Regions from separate parts of the Rattus norvegicus genome. Here region 1 is linked to region 2. A link is a contact called in public Hi-C data. All regions are on one chromosome and are shown on one strand. Each heading gives the region's core, a stretch centred on a gene start, on an enhancer-like site or on the middle of the called end of the contact. The rest is flanking DNA. Distances are from core to core; before and after follow the strand shown. Region 1 has its middle 22 kb from the start of N4bp2. Region 2 has its middle 42 kb from the start of Chrna9.

Region 1 (3,172 bases), core at 110-2,609, 190 kb after region 2:
CCAACAGGTGAACAGGAAGCTCTGAGTACAGTACAATGATCTGCAGGGGAGGGAGGTTTGTTACTGCTTTCCAGGTTGAGCTTTTTGTTGCTGCTGCTGCTGTTGCTGTTGTTTGTTTTTTCCTCGTTAACTATATTGTCTCTCTGCAGAAGAGCAGCAGCCATTTCTTTCTAATTCTTCCCCAACATCTCTCTCCACCACTGTACCCCCTCCCATCTCCGCAGAACATTTAAATCATACGTTGGCATAGTAACTGAAAAATTGACTGACCTTTAACAAAAAAAAAAAAATCGGCTGAAAGAAAACTGAAACACATTTAACACACACAAATACGCATGTTAATGCTTCTTTTTAAAAAAAAAAAAACGTAAAAATTATTTGTGAAAAACTGAACCATAGGAGTTCAAATGAGTTGCATCTGAGAGCTAATTTGAAAGTCAACAGTGGAAGTGATTCTTTTTTTTAAGGAATGAAAAGGAGAATCTTGCTATCAATGGGTAATGTATTAAAAGAAATAAACTGGGAGCTCAGAGGCAGCTGCAAATCAGTCATTGTTTTCTAAAAGACCAGGTTATTTCCAGGATTTTTCCCCCCCTCCGGGCTCAACCAATCCCCACCTTTTCTGAGTTAACCAGTCTCCAGGCAAGCCGCGCTTCCTGATTGGCTCGGAGATACCGAGTAGAAAAAACAGCCAATCCTTCTCAAGTCAGACCTGTGCTGTGCTATGGAGACATTACAACCACTGCATGGCCAGATTGTGTACAAACCTGTCCGTGCAGCAATATCCCCTCCTACTCCTAAATTCACTTGCCGGAGTAGTAAATTCACTTTAAAGCCAGCGGGACCTGCCTCCAACCTGGCATCGACTTAAAAAAAAAAGTCTTCCCGCTCTCTTTTGGTGGGAATAAAGAAAGTGTTGTAACCAAAAGCGCAAGAGGGGTAAACTCTGCCCTCGGTCTGACTCACTCTCTCGAAGCCCGGTTTTCGGAGAGCGAGAGGGAAAGTTACGGATCGGAAAGGGCGAGGGTCGCAGGCGCACACCCCCGGAGGGAAGCAAGCCTGGCCGGGCCGAGTGAGCGTGCGAACGTGCGTATGGTTTGGAAGTGAGTAAATAAACAGCTCTACTAGCACTACGAGCCCGGGCAGGCGGCCCAAGTTCCCACAAGGCTCGGCCTGGGAAACGGCGGGGCACTCACAGGGGCGCGAGGTCATGTCGGGGCGGGAAGGCACCCGGAGAGTCCGGGGGCGGGAGGGGTGTGTCGGGGCCTGGAGGCCCGCCAGGCGCTGAAGGCCGGGGAAGCTGCCGCGGCGCCCGCCTTCGCTCGGCCTCGGGCCCCGCGCCAGGGCCCGCCTCCCGCGACGCCTCACTCCCCTTCCGCCCAGCGCCCGGCCCGCGCCTGCCCGGGTTGCCGCGTCTCTCGCCGCCCGCCTCGGGCCCTCCTCCTCTGGGACTCTGCGCTCCCAGGATCCCCCCGCCCCCGCTCTTTTCCTCGCCGGCCCCCTTCTCCCCGGGTCCCGTCGCCTGCCTCTCCTCCCTCCGCCTTTACCTGCTGCGGGACCGGGGCGTCGAGGCCCGGGCCGTGTCGTCGAGTGAGCGCCGCGGGTCCGCAACCCTTTCCCGCCGCCGCCACTACGCTCTCTGGCGCGGCACGGCGCGGGGCTGGCAAGCAGCTGTGTCCGCGGGGAGAGACGCAGCGAGCGTGCGGAGCGAGGACACACTGCCGCTCTCCGTCCGACCGGGGAAGAGCAGCCGCGCAGGAGCCCGCCGCGAGAGGGCGGGTGGGCGGCCGCGTGGGGAGGGGTCTCGCGGCCGCCGCAATGGCTGCCACGTAGCCAGGTGGATCTCCGCCCCCGCCCCGGGGCCGCGACCTCTGCCGCTCCGCACCCCCACCCCGGGCCCTCCAGGATGCGTCGGCCCGCGCCACGGCGCCAGCCCGGAGACCCGAGCCCACCGGTGCTGGCGTCTCGCCGGCTCCGTTAAGAGAAGTGAGTCCCGGGCCTGGCGGGAGGCGCAGCCTGGGACCCGCGGCCCCCGAGGCTCTCCCGGAAGCTTGCGGCCCGTCGCTCGCCCCCGAGGGTCTCGGGGAAAGGCAGGCGCGGGTCCTTTCTCGGTGACGGCGGGGCCCGCTACTGCTCCCCGTGTAAGCGACCCGGTGAGCCGCGGCCGGGTCAAGCCCTCACCTCTCTCCCGAGCCCGAAAAGCAAAACAAGGTCGTTCTGGCCCGGGGCAGCGAGGGAGGAACTAGGAGCTGGGGCGGGCGGGTCTGCAGCTGCGAGGTCCGAGGGGCGAGGCGATGGGCCCCGCGCTGTCCCCCACGGGGGCCGCTCACTCGGGGCGGACGGGCGGCGGCGCCCCGCGGGAACAAAGGGCCCCGCGGCCCCAGCAACCCGGACGGAGGCTGCCGGGACCCAGCCCGCGCCGCCAACGTGCGGTCGGAACCCGCTGGCCTGAGCCCAAAAGAGCTGCGGCCTTTGCCAGTGTGGAGCTGGAGTTTCAGGTGCCAAGAAAAAGCAACAGTGTTCCCTTCCCTGTTAACGATCCTGGATTATTAGCCCGTCCCCTAAGCCCGCTCCATGTTTTTCCGGCTGGACTCTGACTTTCCTGTTTAATTTGTTCTGTCCTGACATGAAAAGAGCAGAGTACAAAAGTGTCTCACTCTAGCCTTCTAATTAATGATGCTACTGGTCGTTTCAGGTTTTTAGTCTTGTGTGGGGTTTTTTGTTTGTTTTTTGTTTTTGTGTGTTTTCTCCCGGAGTTTCCTCCCTGCGTTTTTTACTAAACCCCCCCCCCCACACACACACCCTTGCCATAGTAAAATAACCTCTTGATAACGTATCCCTCTACATCAGAGACAGATTATCTTTCAATTGCAATGGCAATTTCTTAAATTGAATGTAGATTTGGAAAGAATACAAGTGAAAAAACATTCCCTTTAGATCTGGTTTGAACACTCTCACACTTAGTGAGAAAATGGTCTAGTGGGCTTTTTCTAGAAATTAGTATATTTAAGCAAAGATCTTAGGATGATAAATTTTTTGATGAAATGTCCCACACAGAAAAGAATACAAACGGATTTGGGTTTTTTGGTTTTTTTTTTTTTTTTCATTTTCTTTGTCTTTTAGAGATCTCTTGAGTTCCCTTGTTTTAAAAAAAAAAAAAAATACTATACAA
Region 2 (3,155 bases), core at 607-3,106:
CTAATCGGATTTGTGCCCCACCCTAGATCCAAATGCAGACAAACAGCCAAGTCAATATATACTCTAGACTGTAAGACCCTGGGCAGAAGATTCTAGATTCTTAAACTGCAACACCACACGAATCAAAAATTGTGGTGACCCTTTTTTTAATGAGAATAAATATTTGACACAGGAAAGACGGTTTGAGATGTTTACAGTATGAACAGACACTAGGAAGTAAGAATTCTGAGGCTAAACCAGACTTAGTGGCAGAGGCCTGTAATCCCAGTATTTGAGAGGCCAAGGCAGGGGGTTTGTGAGTTCTAGACCAGCCTGGGCTACTTGGTTAAGAGACTGTCTACAGAAACAAAAACAAAACTCTGCTACTCGATCTGTACTGAACACCTTTATTGAAAGCGGAGCACAGAGCCCCTAAGAGAATCCTTGCCTTATCAATGTGCTTGTGGGCTGTCTGGGAAAAAAGAGACGCTTGTAGGCTGCGTAATAGTAAATGGGTTACATAAATATTGTCAAGAGAATACACCACAGGGGGAGGGGGTTGACTTATCTTCCAGATGAGATGTTAAGAAAAGGGGGGGTAGGTTCCATGGAGCCCCAGGCTGAGATGTTACTGGAGGCAGAGATCACGGGTCTCCCTTTCTAGAGATTCAAGGTTTTGTGTGAGGATCTGTTGGGTTCTAGAGAGAGAGAGACCTTATGACAGAGGCAAATATACCTCCAGACAAGAAGCCAGAGAGAGACTTAGGAGTCAGGTCCAGACTTTTACCACAAACCACTGACGGGTACCTTAAAAGTGACTTTAATCTCCTCCAAGTGAGTCACCCCTAATAAACCACTGACTCCCCTGGCCCACGATGCTACTCTTTTTTTTTTTTTTTTTTTGGTTCTTTTTTTTTTCGGAGCTGGGGATCGAACCCAGGGCCTTGCGCTTCCTAGGCAAGCGCTCTACCACTGAGCTAAATCCCCAACCCCTGCGACACTACTCTTAAATGTTCTATCTGACCCATTAGGGAGCCAAGCGTCCAACATAAACCTTTGAGGGACACTCAGGCCAAACTGTAGCAGCCTGCGTTTGTCACTCAAGTCCGTGGGGCATGGAGATGTAGCTCAGTGATACAATATTCACCCAGCATATGGAAGGCCCTGGCTTGATCCACATCACTGACCAAAACAACAACAAAAGAGAATTACCTCGTAAGGAAAGGCAGTAAATACTAGTCCTTCTGTTTGTCTGATTTGCCATAACAAAATACTTAGGGCTGGATAAGTTATAAAGAAAAGAGGTTTACATATCTCACAGGTCCAGAATCTTAAGCAGCTGCATCTCATGAGAACCTCCTGTTGTGTCATAACATGGCGGATGGCATCACACAGTGAGAGAAAGAGAAAGAATATGAATTATGGGTGGGAAAGGAAGCAATACAGTGAGCCAAGGTCAACACCACCACCCCGCCTCCCGGCTACATAGAGAGTTCCAGGCTATCCTGGACCATGTGAGATTCTGCCGCAAAACAATAGCTGTAAGAGAGCCGAGCTCCGACACTTTTTTCCCCCCAGAAAATCGCCTTTTCTTGCTGAAAACATAATCAAGGACGACAAAATACACTTCCGGAGCTGAGTAACGCCTTCAGCAGGCACTTGGGGAGGAACACTGGGTCCCTGGAGATGCTCTTGGTTCTGCCCCCCTCCAGAGTTAGCTTTCTTTTCCCTGGCTCCAGTTTTCAGTGTTTCTCTCCTCTTGATTAAAAGCCCTCTGGCTGCCCGATTGCCTGAAATGACAGTAAATGACTCCTGAGACTGTGATGCAATCTTTTCACGTCTTAAGATGCAATCTGTCTTGCACAGCCCCTGACGGCCTGAGTTCACAGCAAAGCCATTGTGGTGTGCACGGGGGCGTTGGCTTTGACTCCCTTCTCCCCCATCCCCCATCAGTTTCCCGCAATTCTGAAATCTCTTAGCGTTCTGTCAGATATCTCGCCTACGGCAATCCTTATTAACTCAGCCATTCATTAGTAATAAATTAAAAAAAAAAAAACAAAAAAACAAAAAACCCTTTGGCTCTTGTTTGCCTCTAGGGTCACAGTAACTCGAGTCCCCATGACCAAAACTGGGCGTCAAAGCTTGTTTCTCCTTAGCGGGAGTCTGCTTGCACAGCAGTCATCCCTTGCAGTTTCTTGCAGACACGCACGCAGGCTGTAGCAACAATGGCAATGACCGTGATTTCCCAAGCCCGTTGCCTAGAAACCACTCCTTGTTTCTGAAACTAATTTAAACATGAGAATTCAGCTCGTGACTCAGGCCGGCCAAGCATGGCAGGGTTTCCTCCGTGTTTTACTTTTTTTTTTCTCCTCCTTTCTCTTTCACATCACAAAATGATACATGTCTATTCCACGGGGGGGAAAAACCTCCTATAACCTCATTATCAGAGACAAACATTGTTGTCTCTTGGGGATATTTTCTCTGTATTTTTACTTTTCTTGTTTTTTTTTGTGGTTTGCCTGCGTACATGTATGTGAACCATATGTGCTCCTGGTGCCTCAGAGGACAAAAGAGGATGTTAGGCCCCCTGAGTTATACACAGATGTGAGCCATCATGTGGGTGCTGAAAACCAAACCCCAATATTCTGCAAAAGCAGCCAGTGCTCTGAACTGCTGAGCCATCTCTCCAGCCCTTTGGGGAGCGTATTTTCTTTTAAATAAGTATTATTCTGGGCATGGTGGAGGGAGGGAGAGAGTGAACGTAGTGTAGCTGATGTTTGACGGTGAGACAGTCTGTCTAGTCACGCCTCTCCTTCCACCTTTATTTATTTTGTTTGTTTTTTTTTTTTTTTTTCCAGAGCTGGGGACCGAACCCAGGGCCTTGCGCTTGCTAGGCAAGCGCTCTACCACTGAGCTAAATACCCAACCCCTTCTCCTTCCACCTTTATCCAGCAGCTCTGCGCCCTCTCTCCGGTTGGGAAATATTTTCTTCCTCCAAATTTTGAACATTGTTAAGAATAATTCTGGCATTTACATTAAGATTAATAGTGAATTTACCTATCTGACAAATTCTTCCACCTCCACATCATAAGCAAGCCTATTTGCTTGTTTGTTTACCTATTTTGGTTATTTTCAATTATTACCATTCAAAGTGCTGTCATGGCCATTTTAAGACA

What was found. Hi-C and Micro-C count contacts between places; a contact is called where the count stands out from the background.
Region 1: a Hi-C map of Schwann cells shows a contact between it and region 2, with 1.8 times the contacts expected there. The contact joins two enhancer-like sites. A contact is called at or near these places in 2 of 12 Hi-C or Micro-C datasets (Schwann cells and frontal cortex) and 1 of 1 datasets of contacts at active chromatin or transcription factors (oligodendrocytes).

The regions. Positions count from the first base shown.
Region 1 is chr14:42,831,247-42,834,418 of GRCr8, forward strand. No RefSeq gene overlaps it. Among named protein-coding and RNA genes, the nearest start is that of N4bp2, 22 kb to the left of the region's middle. Within about 2 kb of position 1,360, at least 89 of the 93 cell types and tissues checked have an H3K27ac peak or open chromatin away from gene starts, as enhancers often do. A contact at or near this core is called in Schwann cells, where this site is marked.
Region 2 is chr14:42,636,200-42,639,354 of GRCr8, forward strand. No RefSeq gene overlaps it. Among named protein-coding and RNA genes, the nearest start is that of Chrna9, 42 kb to the left of the region's middle. Within about 2 kb of position 1,857, at least 35 of the 93 cell types and tissues checked have an H3K27ac peak or open chromatin away from gene starts, as enhancers often do. A contact at or near this core is called in Schwann cells, where this site is marked.